2 separate regions of the Gossypium hirsutum genome follow, and region 2 is linked to region 1. The links are chromatin contacts, called in public Hi-C maps. All regions are on one chromosome and are shown on one strand. The core of a region is the stretch at or near the end of the contact, and the rest is flanking DNA. Distances in the headings are between cores, read along the strand shown.

Region 1 (7,744 bases), core at 2,680-5,179:
TTGATATGCAACGTAAACAAATTGACAACTTCTAAACTTTAAAAACAGAAAAGCAGAAGCTCTTACCTGCAGTGCAAGGCTTAATCCACCATTTTCTTCTAGCTCAAAATATAATAACTGCAACCAAATACAAATAAGAGGGGGAAAAAAAGAGTAATTCTTTGATGCAACAGAAAAGGTTTAATATAATTTATTATTTTAGTCTACAGGTAAACCACATAATTAGTTAGCAAGGTATATATATACTCATTTTAAAATATTGTCGAAGGAAAACACAGGTCCAATATGATTGGACATCAGATCTTTAAGAAAGTTGACAGCTCTAAGCTTTCATACATCAAAATTTGGGAGCAAAACTGTTATAAGGATATTGAAAGCATTAATCATTTTAATTCAAGAGTTTCAATAGAACTCAATGAAACAAGGCAAAAGTACACTAACACACCTCCTGTGTAGCCTTATTCAGACTACACCATGGTAGTGACACTTAAATCAATATAACAGGTAAAACTACACATGAACTTTGCCCTAGACCACATATCAAAACTGCCTAGAATGAAAACACAAGCACACAATAAAATAATGAAAAACAAAAGTTGCCTCTCTATCCACAATAACGCAACTAAGCACACAATAAAAGGGATGAAACTCTAGCTTCCAGTATCAATTCTATGTGACATAGACTAAGGGCCTGAATGATTCTCGATTCAATCCATTCCTATAACCTAAGTCCAGTATTTTTCTTTATTTTTTCTTGTATGATAGGGAGGATGGGGCCTTTCATAGATCTGGTGATGGGAAGTGAATGAATGTCCTCATTATTTAAATTCTTTCCTTCAAGTATAGGATAATAATTATAATAGAAGTTGTGAATAATTAATATCTAATATTGCACACATACACATTGTAAAAGGTTGGAAAGGGGTACAGTGCAAATTTTGTTTCATTAGTACGATAAAGATGAAATGAATCACAATTTCTATCAATGCAACCTCCACACCACCGCCCCTCCCCCCCATCCCAAAACAAAACAAAAAAAAATAGTAAAAGAGAAAAAAAAACAATAGTTCCCATATGCAGATGATGCTGAATCCATAAGTTCTAACTCATTTTATCCACCTTGAACTTGCTTTTATCAGATGATTGTACTCGGCAAACAAACCCATCTCTTGCTTCTTCTGTTATTGTGACAGAGTAGAAGTGAGCGCATTGTTTTTCAACCTGTTAAACATCAGTGACTGCATAAATTATCAACAGAAGTATTAGAGAAAAAAAAAACATGAATATAGTTACCTCACCTTCCTAGAAATAGGTTGCCCCAGCTGAAGTGGGCGAATATTGACAGCACCATTAAGTGCCTCCTCCAAAACAGTTGCAGACACAGTGGTCTTAATTGGCACGCCAAGTTTACTGTTCATAGGAATTAGTTAAAATTCTATCCAATGCCTAACATTCATAAAGGCAATGAAACAATAAGACATGTCAACTCATATAATAAGGACAAGGAGTTACCTAAAAAGTGCAGCAAATATGGTGTTCACAGCCCCCAAACTTGAAAGATCTAGCTCCAATTCTTGGTTATCAGCTTCAACAGCCTATTCAAGGAAAGAACGTCATCAATTAAATTTAATGCTTTATCAATCAAGCTCGGTCATGCAAGATGGAACTTTAACAGTTTTAAAAGTGGAAGAACAGGATTCTCTAAAGCCTCCAAGTGCAACCAGTGTTGCTAAGGTGCTGTGCCTTAACCATGAAAGACACTTTGATGAAGTGCATGCTAAATGCACCTAACACTTTTTATAAGGTGCTAGGCAGAAAAGGATCGCCTGCCTGAAGTTCTCTTTAACAATTAAACATTTATTGTGTTCAATTAACTGTATCTTTACCAGTAAAAAAGGGAATGATGAGCTGCATATTGGCCAATAAAAGAAAAAGAAAATCTAGCATGTTTGTGGGATAATTTATACCACTTGTTAGAGTTTATTATCATAATTACATGTCTTAAGTTTTCTTTTTATAAATACACAAAGCTACAAAAATATACAGACATATATACTTGTTGTTCCCAACTTCATGCAGGAGGGCTTTTTTTACACCTTGAACCTCAAGCAATATAAAGGTTCTAGCACCTAGATTGTGCCTTGGGCTCTTGGCATCACTGAATGCAACAGTAAGAAAATCAGAGATAACCATCAGGCAAAATAATTCTTCAGAAAGTAGATGCATGTATAGCTTACCTCAAAACCAGCAGTGTCATACTGGCGTCTTTTATCCGGATCAGACAATATATTATAAGAAAATGTAACCTCCTTGAACATATCAGCTGCAACAGGATCATTTCCATTCTTATCAGGATGGTACCTGAAAGAGCTAAGATTAGCATTTATAGCACAGCCGCCTGAATACAGCAAGTTTTTTGAGTGTATAACCAGAACTTTATATGCTTAATGTCAAGAGATGTCCAACGTGAACTATCTGAAAAGTAGTCCATGCCATACATTGTCTGTCCCAAATCACATATTTCATTTGTCATAGCTGCTTGCTGGAAAGGAGCATCATCAAGGCAAATAAACCATTCTGTGGACACATGTTGGAAACAATCATTTGGATACTTTAGTTATGGTTTTATCTGTTGTTTGACAAGTATTCCGGATATCCAACCAGTCACTAAAGGCCAGCGTTATTCTGCTTCGAATGCTTATCCCTGCACAAGCATGGTATAGGACACCTGATCTAAGCAAAATCTGTTGTCTAACTGGCAAATACCAACACTAAAAATCTGAAGCTTGGCCAAGTCCTCCACAGCTATTGCTATATGTTGATAAATGACTCTCCTACACACTATCATTGGGAAGGCAAACCATCACACCGAACCCCAATCACTCATAAATCTCCAGTTATGGTTCGAAAATGCCATCCAAATTCCGGTTCTAAATACTTGGTATACTCCACGTACGCAAGTGAATTTACCTTATAATTAACCATAGTTATCAATATGCTCAAACTAGTGTACCCTGATGTACCCTAAAGAAATCACTAAAAACTCTTAACAAAAACACCAAGAATTCGAACATAGGAACACCTTTAAACTTATAAAGGAAAAAGACCGAAAATTTACAATTAAAATTTTTTTTAAAAAAAAAGGTAAGAAAAACTAAACATACTTGAGAGCCATTTTTCTGTACGCGCTCTTAATTTCCTGATCCGTAGAGTTTCTCAAGACCCCAAGCACCTCATAAGGATCTCGACGAAGATGCTTCGCCATGCCATCGTTTTTCTCCGACTTGGATCGATGTGGCGGCATTTTTCTGTAGACACCACCAAACAAAAAACTAAACCGGAAAATTGTTCTATTTTAAGGTAAGAAACCCTAGAAATCCAAAACCTTAAACTAAATTCCAAAAACGGAATGGAAATTAACTCCCTTATGTCTCCACCACATTTCAACAAAGTAGGAGACTTTTTTAGGGGTTAAGAAGCGAAAAAGGAAAGATTCAGGTGCATTGAGAAGAGAAGATAGAAAGAGGAAACTCCATGGGACTTCCAAGCTGGAGGTTTGATAGAGAGAAGAGAAAGAAAGAGGAGGAAAAATTGGAGGGGAAATTAATTAGGTGCAATGTTAATATTTTAACATATTCATTTTTTAAATTTAAATTTGAGACAACCTATATCGTCATTGGTTTATAAATATTTTCAAAAACCAAAATTCAATGGCTATGCGTTTATCTGAACAGTACCATTGCAGTATGGAGATTGCACACTGCGCACTGCAGTCTGCAGTCTGCAGTCTGCAAACGCATATCTGCTTGCATTGGCACGTGTCATGGGATCGAGGAGCACGTGGGTGCGCAATGCGCATAATTTGCATTCCTCGTTGAAGCGGGATTTTGAAAAACATGGAAATTGTTTTTTTATACAAAAAAGAAAGTGAAATTGTTTAATTTTATTATTTAAATTATTGGATTATAAAAATAATTACAAATATAATTAAAGGTACCCACAAAATTACTTAAATATATATATAAATTAAACAAAATCATGAAAAAACATAAGATGTTGAAGTTTTTATAGCACAAATTACTAGTTTATTAAAAATTATATAAATACATAAATTACCGAACCTAATTCTCTCAATTGCAAACAGTGAATAATGATCTTGTTGCATGATTTAGAATCATCCGATCACTAACTTGCAGATTATTCTTATTCCCATTGAAAATCCTTTTATTTCCTCTACTTTGATTTTAAATTAAGATTTATATCTTATAAGCATTGGAGGTTCTATGGTGTAGTGGTTAGCACTCTGGACTTTGAATCCAGCGACCTGGGTTCGACTCCCGGTAGGACCTTTTTTGTTCACCTTAAAATGCGATATTTAAAAGAAAAATGGTTATTAATTTTATCATAATTCGGTTATTGGAGTAAAATTTAAGTGGCTTTCTATTTTTTCATAATTTTTTTATGATTAATATTTTAACAATCACCGTTATATTTCATGCTCTAGTTATATAAATTATATATGTCAAGTTTGATATAAATTAAAAAATTTTAACTATTTATTTTATGAAAAAAAGACTTTCAATTATCAAATATATGTTATTATAAACAATACTTTAGATTGATATGATGTAGATACTGACTCGATTAAAAATTTTGCATGCATGATAAGTACAAATATTTTAAAAAAATTCAACTATTAGATCGTTAAAATATTAATAGCATAAAAAAGTTATCAATGGTGTAAAACAACTTAAGTTTTACATTGTATAAGTGAATTCCTCCCCATAATTTTTTGAATGTTTATAATTTATATTTATAATTGTGATTATGCCTATAATTATATAATTGTTTGATCAAAACCAATCTAATCTTCAAGTATAGTTGCTATTGGTAGGGCTGCAAATGAATCAAGCTTGAACGAACAACCCTTTGTTCATGTTCAATTTGTGTTCGTTAAAAATTTTAAATTTTTTGTTCATGTTCGTTTATTTAAATTTATGTGTGTTCATATTCGTTTGTTTAAAATTCACGAACATTAAACAACATGTTCATGAACATATAATTGAAAATGTTCACGAACAATATTAATGAATAATAAACAAACATATAATAAATAAATACATACACACAGATATTATTTCAATATTTTTATAAGAAAATATCATTAATAAATAAACGAGTCATAAACAAGCTTATAAACGAGCCAATAAACGAGTTTATTCGTGAACATAAACGAACCGAACACACGTATGTTGGTATTCACTCATTTATTAAACAAATATAAAAATTTTGTTCATACTTATTTATTTAGCTTAGTAAACGAACGTTATACAAGTGGTTCATCGAACATTTTATTCATTTACACCCCTAACTATTAGTTTTCAAAGCCGAACTTCCATATATCTATAATATCAATATTATTAAAAGCTCAAAGATTTTAACATATACATGAATGTTGAACTAATTTTATAAACTCATAATAATACATTTTGAAATATTTAAATCAAATCTATTAAATTTAAAATGATTAAAATTATATTTATTAAGATGTTAATCCATCACATTTTAAAATATACAAATGTACCATTATAAAATTATGTTGCTTCAAAAATATTACACTTCAGTTTAAACATGGCAAAATTGTGAAATCAATAGCCGACAACATAAAATGATTGTTATATAAATTTTTTTAATAATTTTATTATATGTTTTTGATTATATTTGGCTTTTTTATTAAAATAGCACAATATCTAAAATTATCTATAGCCTTCTCCAACCATAAATATGAAGATAATATGTTTTAGCACACTCGATCCCACATCCTCCTACACTGATAACAATGCTCATGCCAATCAAACTAAGACTTAATCGACAAATTTTAATATTTTTATTTATTCAATGATAGATGAAAAAATGATAAAATAATAATACAGTAATTTATAATATATATATATAATAATTTTAAAAAACATGAAAAACATTTGAACTAAAAGAATAAAAGTATAAAGATAATTGAAATAATGAAATAAACAATGAAAAAAATTATTAAAATAGATGGAGGATTAAAAATAAAAAAATCGTTATTAATAAGAACAATTTTATTTCACTGATTAATTATAAAAACGGATTGATGATTATATCTAGAAGATATATTTATACAATTTTTTTATAGCAATATTCCGTTAAGCAAAATTTGTAGATGTTGACTTAATATTTAGGCATTTAAAGGCAAATTACACAATTATTGACCAAAAAAACTAATTACATGGTTATTTAAAAGGGTAGAGTTAATTATACAATACATCCCTAAACTATTATCTTCGTTTTAAATTAGTCTTCAAACTTTAAACATTCTAATTAAATCCTCAAACTATTGAGGTTATATCAATAAAGCTCTTTTGTTACTAAAATCAATAATTTAACTGTTAAATTAGATGTCATATCTCATGTGACATAATTTATAAAAATATTGGTGTTGAAGTTTTCGAAACTTTTACAAAAGTTTTATTGTTCATTCACTCGATCTTTTTTTTTTGGTTTTTACTTTTAAAAGTTATATGACAACATTTTAATTTTCTTTAAAATTCTTATTTTAAATTATGACACAATATCAATAACTTAGATGTCAGATAATGGTTAACGATTTTAATAATGAAAGGACTTGATTGACACAATATCAATAACTTAGAGATGTAATTAGAATGTTATGAAATTTAAGGATTAATATAGAATATGATGCAATTAACTCTCAAAGGTTGTTATGTTTGTAATTAACTGTTATTAAAATTGAAATGGCAATTAATTAACTCATATTAAAAGCTAAGTATGTGATAATTCATATATAATTTAAAATGAGATTAATTAACTCAATAGTCATATTAACCTTATAATTAGTGGGTACAAAAAACAAAATTTAAAGATTTAAATATCATATTTTTAACCTTATAATTTATTATTCTTTTAAAATATCATATTTTTCACCCACATAATGGTGTATGTAAAATTTTGTGTTTTTTTTTAAATAAAAATTTTATCTAGCTAAAAACACAAAATTTAACCTAAAATATGTGTCTACCATTATATGAGCAAAATTCGATTCAATTCGAAAAAATAAATAAAAAAATCAAATTTCAAGTTAATCGAATCAAGTTATTCGAACTATTCCATTTTTTAGTCAAATCAAATAAGTAATTCGAGCTTCAAGTCTAATTGAATTTTACCATTCGAATAACTAGAATAATTCAAATAACAGATTGATGTAAACACCCCTTTGGCCTTTGTTAATTTTTAAAATGAACAAATTGGTCTCTCTCAACAAAAATTATAAAATTTATAATTTTTAAAAAATTATAATTTTTTTAAAAGAAAATTTTAAAAGAATATATAAAGAAAGTTAAAATTTTAAAAATTTTCTAAAATAATAATTTTGGGACCTAAATAAGTGAATTAATGATTCAAGTTTATCATATTAAAGTATTTTTTTTCTTATTTTAGTTTGAAAAAGTTTTTAAATATATATGGTTTTAAATTTATGTATTCTAATATGGAATTAATTATACAATAACAAAATTTTAATGTAACATGTTTGATTTTTTTTTAATTTAACTCGAATAAATTTACTCAATTTGACTCGACTTAATTTTCATTTTACTTTGACTCAATTCGAAAAAAATTCAAATCGAGTTAATACGTTTAAATAGAAGTTATTAAGTTGAAATTTTGAGAAGAAGTTGTATATTGGAGA
Region 2 (7,744 bases), core at 1,764-4,263, 310 kb before region 1:
ACACAGACACTAAAAATGCATACTTTTCAACGTTATACTAATTTTAATAATAAAGTATATCAATCCATGGATCCACCTATCATAAGAAATTAATCACTTGCTCTTAAGATGTCATAAACACACTAATATGATGCAATAGAAGCAAGCTAGGAAGAGATATAATTGTACCTGGAAGCTGGTGATGCTCTCCTTCAACTCCACATACTTGCCAGGGGCACCAGTGAAAACTTCTGCCACGTGGAAAGGCTGGCTCAAGAACCTTTGGATCTTGCGAGCACGAGCAACAGTTAATTTATCATCTTCACTAAGCTCGTCCATTCCCAAAATAGCAATAATATCTTGCAAGTTCTTGTAGTTTTGGAGAACCTTCTGGACACCACGAGCAGTGTTGTAGTGTTCCTCACCCAAAATATGAGGAGAGAGCATACGAGATGTAGAATCCAAAGGATCCACAGCAGGATAAATACCAAGCTCGGAGATCTGACAATAACCAGAAAAAAGGAAGCAAGTGTCATAATCTAAAAGCACCAACCAATGAAAACGTAACACCAGATGGATCATCTCATCAACAGCTAAAAACAGATGTGCACGATACCTGTCGGGACAACACAGTTGTGGCATCCAAGTGAGCAAAGGTTGTTGCAGGAGCTGGATCTGTCAAGTCATCAGCAGGCACATATATGGCTTGAACAGAAGTGATAGAACCTTTCTTGGTGGTGGTAATACGTTCCTGAAGACCTCCAAGATCAGTAGCCAAGGTTGGTTGGTAACCGACAGCAGATGGAATACGACCTAGCAAGGCAGACACTTCAGAGTTTGCCTGAAGGGAAAAAAAAACAATCCAAACCATCAGGAACACGCAACATGTACTCTTTGAGTGCTTCAAAACCTCATACAATATGCCATCTTACTTGAGTAAAACGGAAAATGTTGTCAATGAAGAGAAGCACATCCTGCCCTTCAGCATCACGGAAATGTTCAGCAACAGTCAGACCAGTAAGGCCAACACGAGCACGAGCACCAGGGGGCTCATTCATTTGACCATAAACAAGAGCACACTTGCTATCAGCCTGTAATGATGATAACAAAAAATCATGGTGGTAAGGTAAAAACTACATCAACAGGGGCAAGATGAATGCATGTTTAGCAGTTACCTGCTTTTCACCTAGCTTAATAACACCACTCTCAATCATTTCCCTATACAAGTCATTACCCTCTCTAGTACGTTCTCCAACACCGGCAAACACTGAGAAACCACCTATGTACCAAAGCAAGAAAAATATAAGATTAATAAACAAAGTAAGAAGCAGCCACAAATATAACGTAAAACCAACCGTGGGCTTTAGCAACATTGTTGATAAGTTCCATAATAAGCACTGTCTTCCCTACACCAGCACCACCAAAAAGTCCAATCTTCCCTCCTCTTTGATATGGTGCAAGGAGATCAACAACCTGTAAAATAAATCAAGAGAATAAAATTTTGAACCTGATTAAACAGTCTCATTTAGATTCAAAAAACACAATGTGTGAACACAAGCTCATCCTGATACAGCAGTGCATCTTTCCACACAAAGGGATAACAAACAGCACAGCATCAAAGGCATACATAATCGCAAGCAATAAATGGCACCTTAATACCAGTGACAAGGATCTGTTGTTCAGTAGCTTGATCGACAAAGGCTGGTGCTTCTCTGTGAATGGGCAAGAAGTGGTCGGTTTCTGTCAAGCACTTACTCAGTTAGACTTTCCACCTCTACACTATAAAGTAAACATTTCAAATAATTAGAAAGTTTGAAAGTCTCTTACTGAGTTCGCCTTTCTCATCAATAGGCTCACCAATGACGTTTATGATACGACCAAGAGTAGCTCTACCAACAGGCACCTAACAAGAACAAACAAACATGATTAAGAGGTTAATGAAATTAAAAAACGTGTTATCGCTAGACAACTTCTAAAGGTTAAAAAAAGCCCATAAAAGAACAATGACTAGATGAAAAGAAGAAAACCAAAAGGCCAAGACACAAAATTGTTAAGCTCAATAAACAAGGGAGAAACGTTAGGATCCTGATCAAGATACCCGAGTCATGGATAACACATAAAAAAAAGCTTTTATTTATTACTATTATCAATTCAAAGGGCAATATCAGCTGTATGTAGTTGACCAACAGATAAATAGTTAATGAGTTCTAATTAGATGCCCAATAGGTTCGAAAGAAAATTCCCTGAAAACGGACTCTAGGAAGAGAAATATTTGTATATGAAATTTCGCACTTATTCCAGATCAGATTCCGATAAAATGTAATTCAGATCCATAAAATGAATACGATGTTCACCTTAATTCCAAAAATACCAAAACACAAGAAATCTTCAAAAAGATTATCATCTCCCATAAAAATGAAAACAATAAGAAAAAAGACTTTACAGTGATAGGAGATCCAGTGTTGAGAACCGGCTGCCCTCGTACAAGTCCCTCCGTTCCATCCATAGCAATGGTCCTAACCATGTTTTCACCCAAGTGCTGAGCCACTTCCAGCACAAGCCGGATCGAGTGGTCCATCACTTCAAGCGCCGTCAAAATCGGAGGCAAACCTTCATCGAATCTAACATCGACGACGGCACCGATCACTTGACAAACCTGACCGATGGCTCCAGCACCAGTGAACTCATCAGTGATCTTACCTTTTCCGCCCTTCTTAGCGGGAGGAGGCTGCGATGGAGCAGTAGCGGCAGCAGCCGCAGATGTAGAGCACTCAGCATCGCGTGAGAGAAAGTAGGGGCAAGGAAAAGGGCGGCGCGTGGGGGAAGGTGAAGGGAGGCGAGGGGTAGGGCTGGGAGATTTGGAGAGAGATCGGCGAGAAGTGGAGCGGAGGAGAGAAGAGAGGAGTCGACGCGAAGCCATTGGAAAGGGCTCCCAGATAGAGGCTAGGGTTTGAAAAGTGGAGCTTTTTTGAGAGTGAGAGATCAGCTATTCCGCTTGTATATTGGTAACAATACGTAGCTATACTATTAATGTATTTTGACCAACTATATGAAATTTATCCATTTTTATTTATTTTTTATGATAATAAATTTAGTTCTTCATATTTATATATTTTATCAATTTCTCTTCTTTTTTTAATTAAATTTGACTCTTGACCTTTTAAAAAATTATAAATTTGAATATCAATCATTCAAAAATAGTCGAGTTATTATATGTTTAATGGAAATATAAACTAAATCGCTAAATTTTTAAGCATGGCAATTTACATGTACTTAGGCTAATTTTTTTAATGAAATTTTTATATATTTTTTTAATTTTTAAGTCTTTTGAATATTTTTATAATTTTTAAATTATTTGTTAGCATGGTATATAAAATAAATAGTGTCATATCTTAGCATGGCATATAAAACAAATAGTGTCATATCTGTATGAATTGCACATTAACTGCCATGCTGGTTGTCACGCCAATATTATTTAAAAAATTAATATTTTAGTCAATATTTTCATTAAAACAAAAGCAATTTGACTTTTGTGAGGCACCCAAATCCTCAATTATGAGTAATCTATCTCTTTTTAAAAAGTTAATTACTAAATTTAGCTTAAAAAATAATAAAGATCAAAAATTGATGAAAGATATAAACTTTAAAGGCTAAAATTATCATTATTCTAATATTTTTACATGTATTAGAATTTTTCTTTAGTTTTTGATAAAAATATTAGGCTATGAACACTGCTTGTATAGGAGTGGAAAATTTTATGTAATAAATATATTATTAAAAGTTTATATAAAAAAATGAATTTTTGATTAAAATGGTAAAATTTATATGTGAATTTTATTGATTTTATATAAAGACAAAAATTACTCTTACAATAATGTAACTTATTTTGTATAGACAAAGACATTTTAATCATTTTTCAGTTGAGTTGATGTCATATTGATTTATGAGTTTTAATATAATATAGATAGATATATCTTATTTATCACTATTCTTTGACTTCCTCAAAGATCAAAATTTAAATAAGAATGCATTTTTAATTCACATATCATTTTATTTCAAATAAATTATAATAAAAATCAAGCATTATAAAAATATAATCAAATTAAAAAGAATTCACACATAATGAAATTTAAGTTATAATAAATTTGAAGAAAACCCACCTATAATTTGCATATGATGCAAGTATTCAATGTCATAATATTAACTAGGACTCCACTTGAATTTATAAATAATGATAATTTATTATGATTTTAATTATAAATATAAAATAAATATTATTTGTCCAAAAAAATATATACATATTTTATTTTTCAAACCTTTAGTATTGTAGCCAAAAATGCTTTAAGAAGTTAAAAGTTGATTTTAAATATGAATTTGTGAATTAAAATATATATAATTTTAAGTTAAAAAATATATTTAAAAGATATTTAAATTTATTAATACAATCAATTATCTCTATAACAATTAACTTTTATAACAACATTTCACTATAATAGTTAAGTTTGTTGTAGGACCGATTTTTTATATTTTACTTTTACTATCTATAACAACTTTCCATGTATAATAACAATAATCAACTATGAAGTACGCTATTTATTAAATTTGCACTTTATAACATTATGTTATCTAAAAATTTAGTGAAATCAATTATATTTTTAAGTGAAATAAAAATCGTAAATTTTAGTTAAGATGTTATTTTAATAAAATTGTTTGAATTTTACATAAAAACTTATTAATCATAATTAATTAAATGAAAATAATATTTAATAAATAAATTATATAATTTATATTGATGGAGTAACATAATTGAGTGTATATTTGCATGAATTATTTGTTACTTATGTAATTTTTTGAACTAGGTAGATTTACTTTGAAAGTGCATAAGTTTGTTAAACATCAATCTTAAGTTGCATATAACAAATTTCTTGTACCAATTCAATACTCGATTGTCATGCATTTTATTGCTTAACAAAGTTTAAGGGATGTCTTGTGTATCTTTCGTGTGTTTGCTTAAGGACAAGCAAAGACTTAAGTAGAAGGAGTTTGATATGACGTATTTCGAACGACAAATTAAGCTCTTTTTCACACCTAAAGAGCTTGTTTCCAGGCGATGTTTCGAGTATTTTATCCTTTTTTTCATATGTTGGTTAGGATTTGTGATTAATGCATTTTTTGTTGAAAAAAATTCAGTTCGAAAATGGTTTTCTTGTATATTTTAAAATTAAAAATTTGAAAATCGAGCCGGTTTGTGATATTTATAGCAATAAACTTTTTTCAAAATCACACATGTGTTTTAGGTTATTCTTGTACCACGAACTGCTTCAAATGTGGGCTCGAACGAATTCAAATCAAACACATAACCATAAATTATTTACTTTACTTTTAGTGGGAAAGTAAAACTCTTTCTAAAAGAAACCGATAGAACTGTTATTCTCGAAAAATAGAATTTATACTTAGAAATAAATTCTCACTATTTTCGAGCAGGATGACAATATCTCAAAGTTGTGCAAAAGTTATTGTATATTTTTAGCCTTACCGATGCCATCTATTTATAGAGAGAAAAAGTGAAACCCTTGTTGAATTAGTAGAAGCTTATTTAATATAAAAATGATCTCCTAGTTGAACTAAGAGAAGTAGGGAGGCAACCCTAGATAAACATACTAGGGCTTGTTGTCCATTGTATTCAATATGAGGGGCTTTTGGGCCTTTCCTATACTAGGTCCAATTATAAGTGCTTCCTAAACTTTTAACCTAACACTTTATAACAATCCAACCCCATACATGTTTTTCTATTTTCCAACATAAACATCATAAATTAATTTTAATTAATTAATTAATTTTCCAATTAATTAATTTTCTCAACTCGATTCTTATTCCGTTAAAATCATGGCAACTTTACCATAAAAGAATCTATGAGAAAATTATATTTAATTTTCTACATTCATTGGATTCAAAATGACCAATTAATTTAATTTCATTTTCGAACTTCAAATAATTAATTATTTCCTAAAAAAATATAAATTAATTCTCGAGTCATTTCCATACTTAGTGAGAAAACTACATTCATTTTCGAATGTTTGTCATTTCTCTAACTTTACCATTTCTATCCATTTCTATTCATTCAATTCAACATGCAATTCATTTTTGGTTTCAACGAGCTAGTGGAGGGACCGATTCGACATATGTGATTAAGACTCAAATGGTTTATAATTAAGTTTTAGATTTTCGCCTCTTAATTATAAGCTAATTTAGTTTTGCTATAGTATTGTGGTTGATCTCTCTCTAATGACATATCATTATGAAAGCTACTTTATCATTGCTCGTCTAATGACCTTGTTACAAGTGTGTTACCCTTATAGGATATCTTTAATCTATTTGGGATAAATCTACTCTTCCGATGTAATCTTATTTTATCTCGTGATAACCATTACATCTTCTTTCATGAAGAGTCAATTACTATCAAATAGTAATTAAGTCATTCATCATAAAGACAAACAACCCATGACCACATTTACTTTTCATCTATCATGTAATGCCAATGAGAGGATATTATTTACTTATGTCTTGGGCTATAAATTTCACTACTATGAATGATGCTACATACTGCAGAAATCGTATACCCAACACACCAACCTTTGGTTCTTTATCTATTTAAATTCAAGCTTTTACTACATCAATGTATACAAGTAATGCATACATAGTGTAACACCCCTAACCCATATTCGTCGCTGAAATAGGGTTTCAAAGTATTCTCAAAGTTTACCAATCAAACAAACATAAATTTCAAGCATTTCATATCATCAAAACAAGTCATCAAAGCATCATTTTAATTCAAATTATAAACATGCCAAATCCAAATCAAACTGCCTAGTTCATGGGCATTTAGACATCAATTTAACATGCCATAATAAAGCTTAAAAAACAAACATGTGTTTATATGTATATCCCAAACCAATATTAAACTTATAACCTCATTTACAGTCAAACCAAAAAATAACCATTATTTGGACACCATAGGTATATGCCGACACAAAGGATAAACATCACCACGTTTGAGTTCGGAAGCGTTGTTGGATGCTGAATCGGCGATCAAAATTAAAGTACCTAATCTGCAAACGGAAAACCAAACCGTACGCTGAGTAAAACTTAGTGGTATTTCTATAATCCGAATATTTAAAGAAAAAATAATATAATATGCATATTTTAATTATAAACACATTTGAATATTTAAGACCACATTTATTCATACAATGGCATTAGCCATTCAATATTCAATTCATAAATACATCATTCATACCATTCTCAAATCTCATCACTTGCTATATAATAGCTTTTCACAATTTAATATATATTTAAACAATAATATTATTCAATCCATATCCAATTCATGAATAAGTAATTCTTATGTTTCATTTTCATGTTTCATGTAACAGTCTATTTTCAGTGAAATTGGAACAGTGGCTTTGGGACCACAAATCCGAGTCCGAAAGAAAAAATTATTTTAATATTATTTCATGATCTGCATTATGATAGGAATATCGTATGAAAAATTAGTAAAGAAATTTTATCGATTACATGTTTAATTTAATGGAAATGACCAAATTGCATAAAATGCAAATGTTGAGTTCTAGTAGCTATAAGTATCAAATAGCTATGGAATTCAAAATTGGAGGTCCTTATATGGCAAATAGACCATTAAGAGGAGTTAGTAGATAAGTATAATTAGTCATCCATGGAAAATTAAATAAAGAAAAGGACTAAATTG

Evidence for each region. A called contact is a pair of places that touch in the nucleus more often than the background predicts.
Region 2: a Hi-C map of leaf shows a contact between it and region 1, with 2.1 times the contacts expected there. The contact joins the promoter of LOC121228191 here to the promoter of LOC121228189 in region 1. A contact is called at or near these places in 5 of 34 Hi-C or Micro-C datasets (callus, hypocotyl and leaf).

Annotation. Positions count from the first base shown.
Region 1 is chrA04:80,135,055-80,142,798 of Gossypium_hirsutum_v2.1, reverse strand. It overlaps LOC121228189 (chaperone protein dnaJ 16), which reads right to left and starts at 3,929. Exons shown (of 12, transcript XM_041111456.1): 1 at 3,165-3,929; 2 at 2,238-2,361; 3 at 1,513-1,595; 4 at 1,299-1,410; 5 at 1,120-1,221; 6 at 67-117. The coding sequence starts at 3,304. TRNAQ-UUG (transfer RNA glutamine (anticodon UUG)) reads left to right here and starts at 4,278; the gene lies at 4,278-4,349.
Region 2 is chrA04:80,447,149-80,454,892 of Gossypium_hirsutum_v2.1, reverse strand. It overlaps LOC121228191 (ATP synthase subunit beta, mitochondrial), which reads right to left and starts at 3,013. Exons shown (of 9, transcript XM_041111461.1): 1 at 2,423-3,013; 2 at 1,807-1,882; 3 at 1,631-1,719; 4 at 1,335-1,452; 5 at 1,155-1,258; 6 at 912-1,070; 7 at 596-820; 8 at 169-480. The coding sequence starts at 2,899.